Linked DNA regions of Hordeum vulgare: region 2 is linked to region 1. Evidence: chromatin contacts called from public Hi-C data. All regions are on one chromosome and are shown on one strand. Each heading gives the region's core, a stretch centred on a gene start, on an enhancer-like site or on the middle of the called end of the contact. The rest is flanking DNA. Distances are from core to core; before and after follow the strand shown. Region 1 holds the start of LOC123401227 (protein GLE1-like). Region 2 has its middle 190 kb from the start of LOC123402119.

What was found. A called contact is a pair of places that touch in the nucleus more often than the background predicts.
Region 2: a contact with region 1 is called in a Hi-C map of seedling, with 5 times the contacts expected there. The contact joins the enhancer-like site here to the promoter of LOC123401227 in region 1. A contact is called at or near these places in 1 of 6 Hi-C or Micro-C datasets (seedling) and 1 of 1 datasets of contacts at active chromatin or transcription factors (embryo).

What each region holds. Positions count from the first base shown.
Region 1 is chr6H:332,355,401-332,359,689 of MorexV3_pseudomolecules_assembly, forward strand. LOC123401227 (protein GLE1-like) reads right to left here and starts at 2,011. Exons shown (of 15, transcript XM_045094966.1): 1 at 1,853-2,011; 2 at 1,610-1,756; 3 at 1,386-1,526; 4 at 739-862. The coding sequence starts at 1,854.
Region 2 is chr6H:332,639,745-332,644,033 of MorexV3_pseudomolecules_assembly, forward strand. No RefSeq gene overlaps it. Among protein-coding and RNA genes, the nearest start is that of LOC123402119, 190 kb to the right of the region's middle. Within about 2 kb of position 1,872, at least 2 of the 3 cell types and tissues checked have open chromatin away from gene starts, as enhancers often do. A contact at or near this core is called in seedling, where this site is marked.

The DNA of each region.
Region 1 (4,289 bases), core at 761-3,260:
GCAAAGTGAAGTGTCATCACAGAAATACATGTCAACTACAATGTGTCTTTATACTTTGTGTACTATTATCACATCAAATGTGTCATAGCTTAAGAAATGACATTTTTGTTAAAATCCTGGAGAAATCCATGTATCCAGCTATAATCGAAGATCTAAAAAAGACACCCAAAAGAAAAGACAATAAGTGTATGTAGAATAGGTATATCAACATTTACCCGGATCCAATAATAATAAATTTACTTCTTTGGGGTCCCTGTTATTTCGCTCCCTGGATCGTAATATTCATTGTGCTAAACTTTCATGTGTTCAAAAATTCTCACGTCAAGTTGCCAACTAACAAAAGTACCCCTTTTTTTGGTTCCTGCACTGTGCAAAGTTTTTTCTTGGTTCCTGGACCGTAATCTTCATTGTGCAGAACTTCCATGTCTCATTATGCAAATTATGTTCAAAATGTCGAGGTGTGTTACATCAATTGTCAGTATAGCATGTCCAGTAATAAGCTTAAACAGAACCAAGAAGCTCCATCCAGATATTAAAACTGTGAGATGGACAAAAAGATGTGAAGTTCCCACATGCCCGGAACACTTAAAAGGCAGTTGCAATACACAAACCTTTGCAGGAAAAAATATCTGGCGCAGTATAACTAACAGTTACCCTAAAATGCAATGAGGAAAAATGGCACAAATGCATACTGCGTTTATTAGAGAGGAACAACAGAGTACAATTTCTGGTACACACTTGAATTTTGAGATGATGATCGCGTTCCAGCTCGAGCAGGATGCTTTTCTCTGTGCTCCTTTTCCCCATCAGGTGGTATGATGTACTGCTGCTATCTAATTCATCCCCTGATTCTTCAAAGCCGCTAGGAATAAATAAATGAGATAACTTAGCTCAGCATGTGGTAAATGAACTGTGATGTGCTTCTTTTTTTAAGCTGTTGCAGATACGAATTCACAAAAGTTCATTGATCTTCTTTGTAAATAAAATTAAATGTGGATAAATCGGGTAGACTAATGATTGTCCTATCAGACTCCATCTAATGTGTTCTGCAATGAGGAGTTATAGAACGATCGGAAGATAGGCAGGTACCAAAACATCAATTTCCAAAAGGAGTTCAACACCACGAGGTTATCATAATCCACCTCAGTGTCCAACGGAGCCTTAGAATCCAAGGCATACACTCAAGAGGCAGACTTGTATAATTCTACAGAATGGCTCAATGGTACCATTATACTTTGCAGGTTGGCCCTAATAAGACCAAAAGGCTATCTCCAGCTAACGAGATGTCAGACGGTCTTTTTCAGGTGATATTGACAAACTATGACACACAAATTTCATGAGAAAAATGCAACTACAGTAACCAAATTGCAGTATAAAGCTCTCACCTGCATTCGAGATCATTACATGAGAACCTGGCTCCGGTCACAAGAGCCCGGGCATCCTCATTATCGTCTTCCTCGTCTGTGTCGTCTTCCTCCTCAATCCGCATCACAAAGGCCTTCTTCCTCGCGCTGCCACCGCTAGCCCTAAATAGACCAAAAAATAAAAGTAGAGTCAAATTCATGGGCAAATCAAACGACAGTAAAATTGCGAGAGAGATGCGAGATACCACTCCGGCTGCTGCTTGAGGGGCGTGGGGGGCGCGGCGCGGCGGGTGGCTTCGAGTGCGTCGAGCTCAGTGAGGACCTCGCCGACGGTCCAGCTCGGGCGGGGGTCGAGCGCCCTGGGGCATCGCAGCTCCAGGCGCGTGAACGCCCTGCGAGGAGGTGGGCAGGGGAGGCAAGGTCAGTCTCAACGAACACCGGCCAGATGGAGGCAGCGGGGGTGCGAAAAAGGGCGAGGCGGGGCTTACATGGCGGTCGTCGCCGGCGAGACAGCGCGCACGCCCTGCCCGGCCGGAACTTGAAGAGGTGCCGCGCGACGGAGGTGCTCGGCGGGCGGCGGACCTGGCGCCCAGGTACGGTCGATTCAGCCAAGGGGTTTGAAAAGAAGGGAACCGATTGGTGAAATCAGGTCAGGTCAGCTCAGCGTCGGATCAACGCAGACTTGCCTAGCCTGGGGCGTCCCTCAGCGTCGGATCAACGCAAACTTGCCTAGCCTGGGGTAGCCAAGGAGTGGTGCGTGGCCCAAATCGAGCGCCTGGCGACCCGCGAAAGCAGCCTGGAGCTTTAGTCGTCAGTTAGGGCCGCTGGACGAGATGGACGAAATTCGGCCATTTCAAAAATTACGGTCAGATCTCGGACGAAATTACAAAATCAAAATTTGAATTTTAAACAAAATTTGAGCGAAATCTGGCCGGAATTCGGCCGAAAAAATTGAAAACAAGCAGAGCAAAAGATAGCGCTCGAACAACGGAGTACGTATATAAATGTTTACCAAACTTTGCATCAGTCTTAAATCAACATGAGATCCAAAAGAAAGGATCGAAACAAAGAACGGGCAGAGGTGCTGCACAGAGCAGAGTTGAGGAGAAGTTGCCGAGAGATTGAGGGGCAGTTCTTTTAAATTCGTAATTCTTCAAAATCATATTTCTGAAAACTGCCCACAGAATTGTTTGGCCACAGAATTATCTATCCAATTCTTTTCTGTGATTCTAACATGTAATTGTTGCATGAGTTGTTTGTTAAAATGTCTCAAATGCCCCTGGATTGAAATAATTGATGAATTGCTAAAACTTGATTATTTCTAACAGTTTATATATATAATATGAATCCAAAAAGAGCTGCAAATCTAATAAGGTATATAATATTACAATACAAAAACGAGTTGCAGATAACATAAAGCGGGCAAATATTACAAATTAGAACCAACGTTGCAATTTAGCTTGTTCTAAATCGGACAAAGTGGTGTGTCCTACCGCCCGATTATTTGCTTTCACCTCCTCTATGCACACATCCATAAAAATGGTATGTGTTGGAGCATCTCAAATAGCTTTCGGATGTTTTACTTTTTTCATCTACAACATTCACATATCAATGTCCATACCATTAAAATTAATACTAAGCAGCAACACAAATCAGCACCCAGCCATGCATACAAACTAACAGCACGCCATCCATATAATCCAACACAAAATTAATACTAAGCAGCAACATATCGGGACCCCGATCCTAAGCCATAGGAATTCAGCATGTAACACATCGCATCTCTTTGCGGTCTCACGCACGGTTATCCCCACGGTTGCAGCCTTACCTTAGCCGGGACCGTTTGCACCTTTTGACTCGCGTATGCAATTATGTCGCTAGCAATCCAATAACAAAGAACCCGGATCGATATGTCTAGTCATAAACCAAAGCGGCAGTTCCGCACACGGACAGGCATACATGACCCAGCAAAGCAGGTGCCGTTCACCAGCGAATGTAGACGAGTCGTAGCAAGCTACAAGGACTCCATTACATCGCGTGACATTTCCCCAAAGGGACAAACACAGCAGCTATGAAGGACACATGCCGGTCAACCAATGTGTCCGGAGCAACAGCGGAAGAGTAAATCTGTCTGAGTACAGACAGATGGAAAGGTAAAGGCACATGGTCTAACTATCTACAGACCCATCCTAGGGCTAGATCGTAGCTGGGATACCAGCTACTCGTCGTCGTCGATGTCTAGGTAGAACCCTCCATTAGGGTCATTAACAACCTCTGCAACAATTTATTAAGTAAACGTGAGTACAAAAGTACTCAGCAAGACTTCAGGAAATCTATCTACTCATGCAATGTATCAACAAGGAGTTGTGGGGTTTCATGCGGAAAGCCAGCATTTGACTCTTGGCTAGACAACTTGCATTTTTAAATAGTTTTGACAACTATGTTTCTCGCACACGAGTCCACTAACACCACAACAATACTCTATCGTGAAATCATTCCGTCTTCCTACGAAAATGTCGTCCACGACACTCACGCTTTTCTTGACAATTTTATGAGTAGCCATTATAGCTATATATGAACAACATATGTTTCCAAGTAGTCCATATCCGCGGACGCGGCTATTCGAATAGATCATAACCCTGCAGGGGTGTACTTCTTCACACACGCTCTCCGCCACTTATCGCCATGTGCACGTCATGCACCTCGGCAACCTTCAAGCGGAAGCCCAGCGAGGGAGTCGGCCATGACCGTTAACCACGCTAATACTTAGTCCAGGTCTATCGCCTATCTGAGGGTAACCCGCACGGAAGTCCGGCCGAGGTTTCCGCCACGGCCCCAAACATGTGTGCAGGGTTCCCAAGTCCACCATCCGGGTGCCACTTGGTACACCGTGCCACTGCCTACCGCATCATAGCCCACAACTAA
Region 2 (4,289 bases), core at 622-3,121, 280 kb after region 1:
TGGGGGTACGAAGAGCTTGCTCGCTCCTTTGCCGAAGTTCCTCCCACTACTACTCCATGATCGGCTGCGGAACGTGATGACTGCCATCGCCGTGGCGACGCTATCCATCATCTCGCCCAGGAGAATTCTCTGTGGCAAATCCAGGGGTGCCTCCCGTGGTCGTGTCGGCCATCAAGACCTCCGCGGCATCTCCACTACTTCCGTAGTCAGAGTTGCCGAATGACTCGTCGCTAGACGACAAGAGGTTGACGGTGGGCTTATCAGAATTGAGCATAGCCACATGTCCCGAAGTGGCCTGGTGGGCCACCACATGCTTGATCCACCCCTGCAACCACGAGCGCCCGGAGTTCTTGCATAGAATTGCAGCGGGACGCGGGGTACCAAGAGGTACGACACTAATGGCTGTCGGATCAGGACCCGTGCGCAATTGCGCAGAAATGCGACGTACCTCCAGTCGGGAGGGCGTCGGTGTCCAGCGGTGCATCATGAAGCCATGCTGATTCATCGACGACAAAGATGAGGAGCCGAAGAGGATCTCTCCACCGAGTGTCATCATGATGACGAAAAAGGTAAAACTCCTAGTGCATAGGATTTCCTAAACACGCAGCCCCATGGTAGGCGCCAACTATTGTGGGAATGATCGTGACAATAATACGAGGGCTACGAATGAGGGGCGCATCCTAGCTAGGGCGTTGTGGATACACTCGACTGTACGAGTTCGGGCCCCATTGGGGAGTGGTAACAACCCTACGTCTCGAGCCTTGGAGGCTCGTGTTTGCTTATAGAATATGTGATAGTACAGAATGTTGAACCCTTGGTTATGAGCTCGGGGGTGGCTTGTATAGAGTGTGCCACGATCAGTCGGATCTCATTACAAGGGAGAGTAAAACTAATAACTACACGAGTTACCAGTAACGGCAGCGCTAACTTTAACGTTATTGGTAATGCGCATTTTCACTACACTTCATGTGATAGTTTAAGTCTCTAGCCGTTGCAGTCCCTTCGTTGCCCATGCCTTGCTGCAGTCCAGGTGTAGAGGTACATGTGACTGCTACAAGATGGTTCGAGTTACCTCAAGCGGACCGAGTGAAGGTACACTTGTCCGAGTAAAGTCATGACTGCATAGGTGGCTTTTACGACGCTGATGTCCATGTAGGGTCTTGGACAGGCCTAACGATATAGGTCCATAGGACTACCCTTAATGTACTACCCGGCCACCTCTCTCTTACGCCACGAAGGCTCCAATGTTGCTTTCGAACACGTGATCCCCACGCCCGAAGTGCATCTGAGGCGCATCGAGCTCCCCCAAGTCTTCCCTTTGCCTAATACCCCTCCTCGAGCCCCCTCGAGCATCCCAGAGTGTCCCTCCCCCTCCAATTCATTTGCTAGCCCGCGGAACCAAGCCCCCGAGCTCGAATTTCTCCCCCATGAACGACAATGTCTGCCTCGGCCTCCACTCGAATCCGAGCTCCCCGTGGTCCATCTCTTCGTGTGACCACCGTGGACCCCCTAGACTCCTTGCAGCCATGTCACCGCCCTTCTCCCAACGAGGTCACCTGTACCTCGGAGCCATAGCGGCCCAACGGCTTTCCCCGCAGCCATCCCGAGCCGCCGCCGCCGCCACGGCCCTCCCCGCGGGCACACACCACAGGGTTGAGCGCGACACGAACCCTAGAGCTCACAGGAGGTGGCCGAAGCCACCGAAGCAGGCGCCGGCGTGCGCTCGACCCCGTCTCCCCTGCCTTCCCCTGTTCGAGCGGGAGGAGGGAGAGGGACCTGACTAGCGGGCCCTGCGTGTAAGCCACACCCGGTCGGGCCCGACTGCTTAAGTGGAAAGGTCCTCGGGGCATGGTCGTTTTTTCCCGCAGAAAATATACTCCCTTGAGTACGTCTTCGGCGTGGTTTCTGTGCGGGCGTGCGCGAGGAGCTGGGCTAGGCCAGTGCACGGTGCTAAGTTGCGCCTAGTGCATAACTTAGGCCCACTTAGGTAAATCTTTTTTTCCTTTTTCTTTTTCCTGTTACACAAAATTAATTCTAGAAAACTCATTATAACTCCAAATTCGATGATTGAAATTCCTAGTGGTTTCTAAAATTGTGCTCTATCCAACACTATTCCCTACACCTTTTCTGTGTGGAACTTTTCTGTAAGGTTCAAATTCAAATTCAAATGTGAATTATTCAAACCCCTCACTTTACAAAATCCCTGGAGAGTTCAAATCAACTCCAAATGGAGTGATCGAAATTTCCAGGGGCTCTAAAAATCATACCCTATTTATCTTTCCATGGTTAACAATTTTCCTATACTATATTATGGTGGGGTCAAATAAATTGCCTCATTTCCCATTTATTCCATCTTAGAAAACCCCTGGGAAATTCATCCCAACTCCAAATCGAGTGAGACCACTTCCAAATTTATCGTAAAATCTTGCCCTATTTGATAGGTGCATCCAAACACTTTCCTAAAAATATTTTCAGTAGACTACTCATAGCATCATAAATCCCTTCGTTTCCACCTTTCGGAAAATCCTCGTTGACCCAGATCCAGTAAAACCTCTTTGGTTAATTTTCTTATAGCCACGGGTGTCTAATAAAAATGGGCTTCCTATTTAAGAACACATCTATTTTCCTTCTTGTTGTGTTGCTTATTGTGGTTGTTACGACAATAGTTGACGAAGTAGACGAGGTGCTCGGAGTTGGACTAGAAGTTTGTGAAGACCTTGAAGAATTTGCTGAGCCAGGAAAGCAGCCTTTTAACCATGTATAAGAAACCATTATTTTGCATGGTGTGGGGACCCCGACTTATGAGTCGAGATCGCCAATTGAATGTGGTCAGTGATCTCATAGATAAATGCTCACCGAACACAAACTAGTAGAAAATGGCCCATTTGTCCCGGTTCCAGAGGCCCATTAGCCCCGGTTCCGGAACCGGGACTAAAGGGTCGGGACTAAAGCCCAAAACCTTTAGTCCCGGTTCCTTTACGAACCGGGACAGAAGGGCCTCCACGTGGCCTCTGCGGGGAGCCCAGGCAGGAGGGCCTGTAGTTCCAGTTGGTAATACGAATTAGGACGAGGAGGTGGTTTTTTTTGAATGGGGTGTGTGTTGGGGGTTTTGGAGGGTTAATTTAAGGGTTTCATATTGTGTTAGCTAGCTAATAGAGAGAAGTGTCCTCTCTTTCTCCGTGATGTAGAAGTAATGACTTCAGCAAGTTATCTTCGGTCTCTTAGGTATTGTGGCATACCGACCATTCATTTACAACATCTGGGCTAATGAACTCAACGTCGAAGATTCATCCACACATGAATCTAATCCGCTTTCCTTCCCCCAATGATATAATAACCAATCGTGATCATAATAACAAATCAACATGATAATCATGATCAACATCATCAGCATATTAATATAAAAACTCTTGCATCACTATAGCTAATAATCATCATAGTCATTACTACCAACACTATTTAATCATCTTTTTCGTCAATGAGACATCATATAACAAAAGTTGGTCACTAGTCATAATCACAACTGCTCCTCCTCATCATCATCAACTATAACACATTGCAGCACATAATAACACATTGTACCTAGGACCTACTCCTCTCTCATAGGACCTACTCTACCCTCTCTTAGGTAGAATATCATAAAACAAGATAGGCCCTAACTCTCCATTATGGAGAATGGAGATCATCTTGTCTCCCATTCTTGGCCTACGCACAATGTTGCTTCCAAGTAGCTCTCTACGATAGACCATACATTTTTTACAATCTTTGATTTGTCATTTCATCTGTTTGTGAAATCCGGTATGAACAGGAGTGATGCAGATACCTAGGCTGACCTGGTCGTATGCTCATAACATCAATGCGACCTCTTGGAAACATTAGATGAGGAACACAATCTTGCAGGATTTTCTGTTGAAAAACATAGTACTAACTTTGTAGCTAGCAATGTAGTTTAGTTTTACAAGAGTTCATGCAAAAGATGCACGGATGTCGTAATAGTAGAAAATCTTACCATGCAATCTCCATGCATGTTACCGTAGTTCACCACGTGCACTAGTGGCACGTATTAACCATAATGTGGGGGAGTTTGCTGATAGGTATTGTAATTCTCAAGATCATTGATAAATGCGACAAGATGATGTTTCTCCTTACAAGTTAATTCCGCTTCATCATTGTAGTAATAGATTCCGTCTACCATCTTCCGTACATTTTTTGAAGAACGAAAATAAGTTTTCAATGGAAGTAAGTTGTCAACTATTTTTAAATAAACAATATAAATTACTTAAAAATAT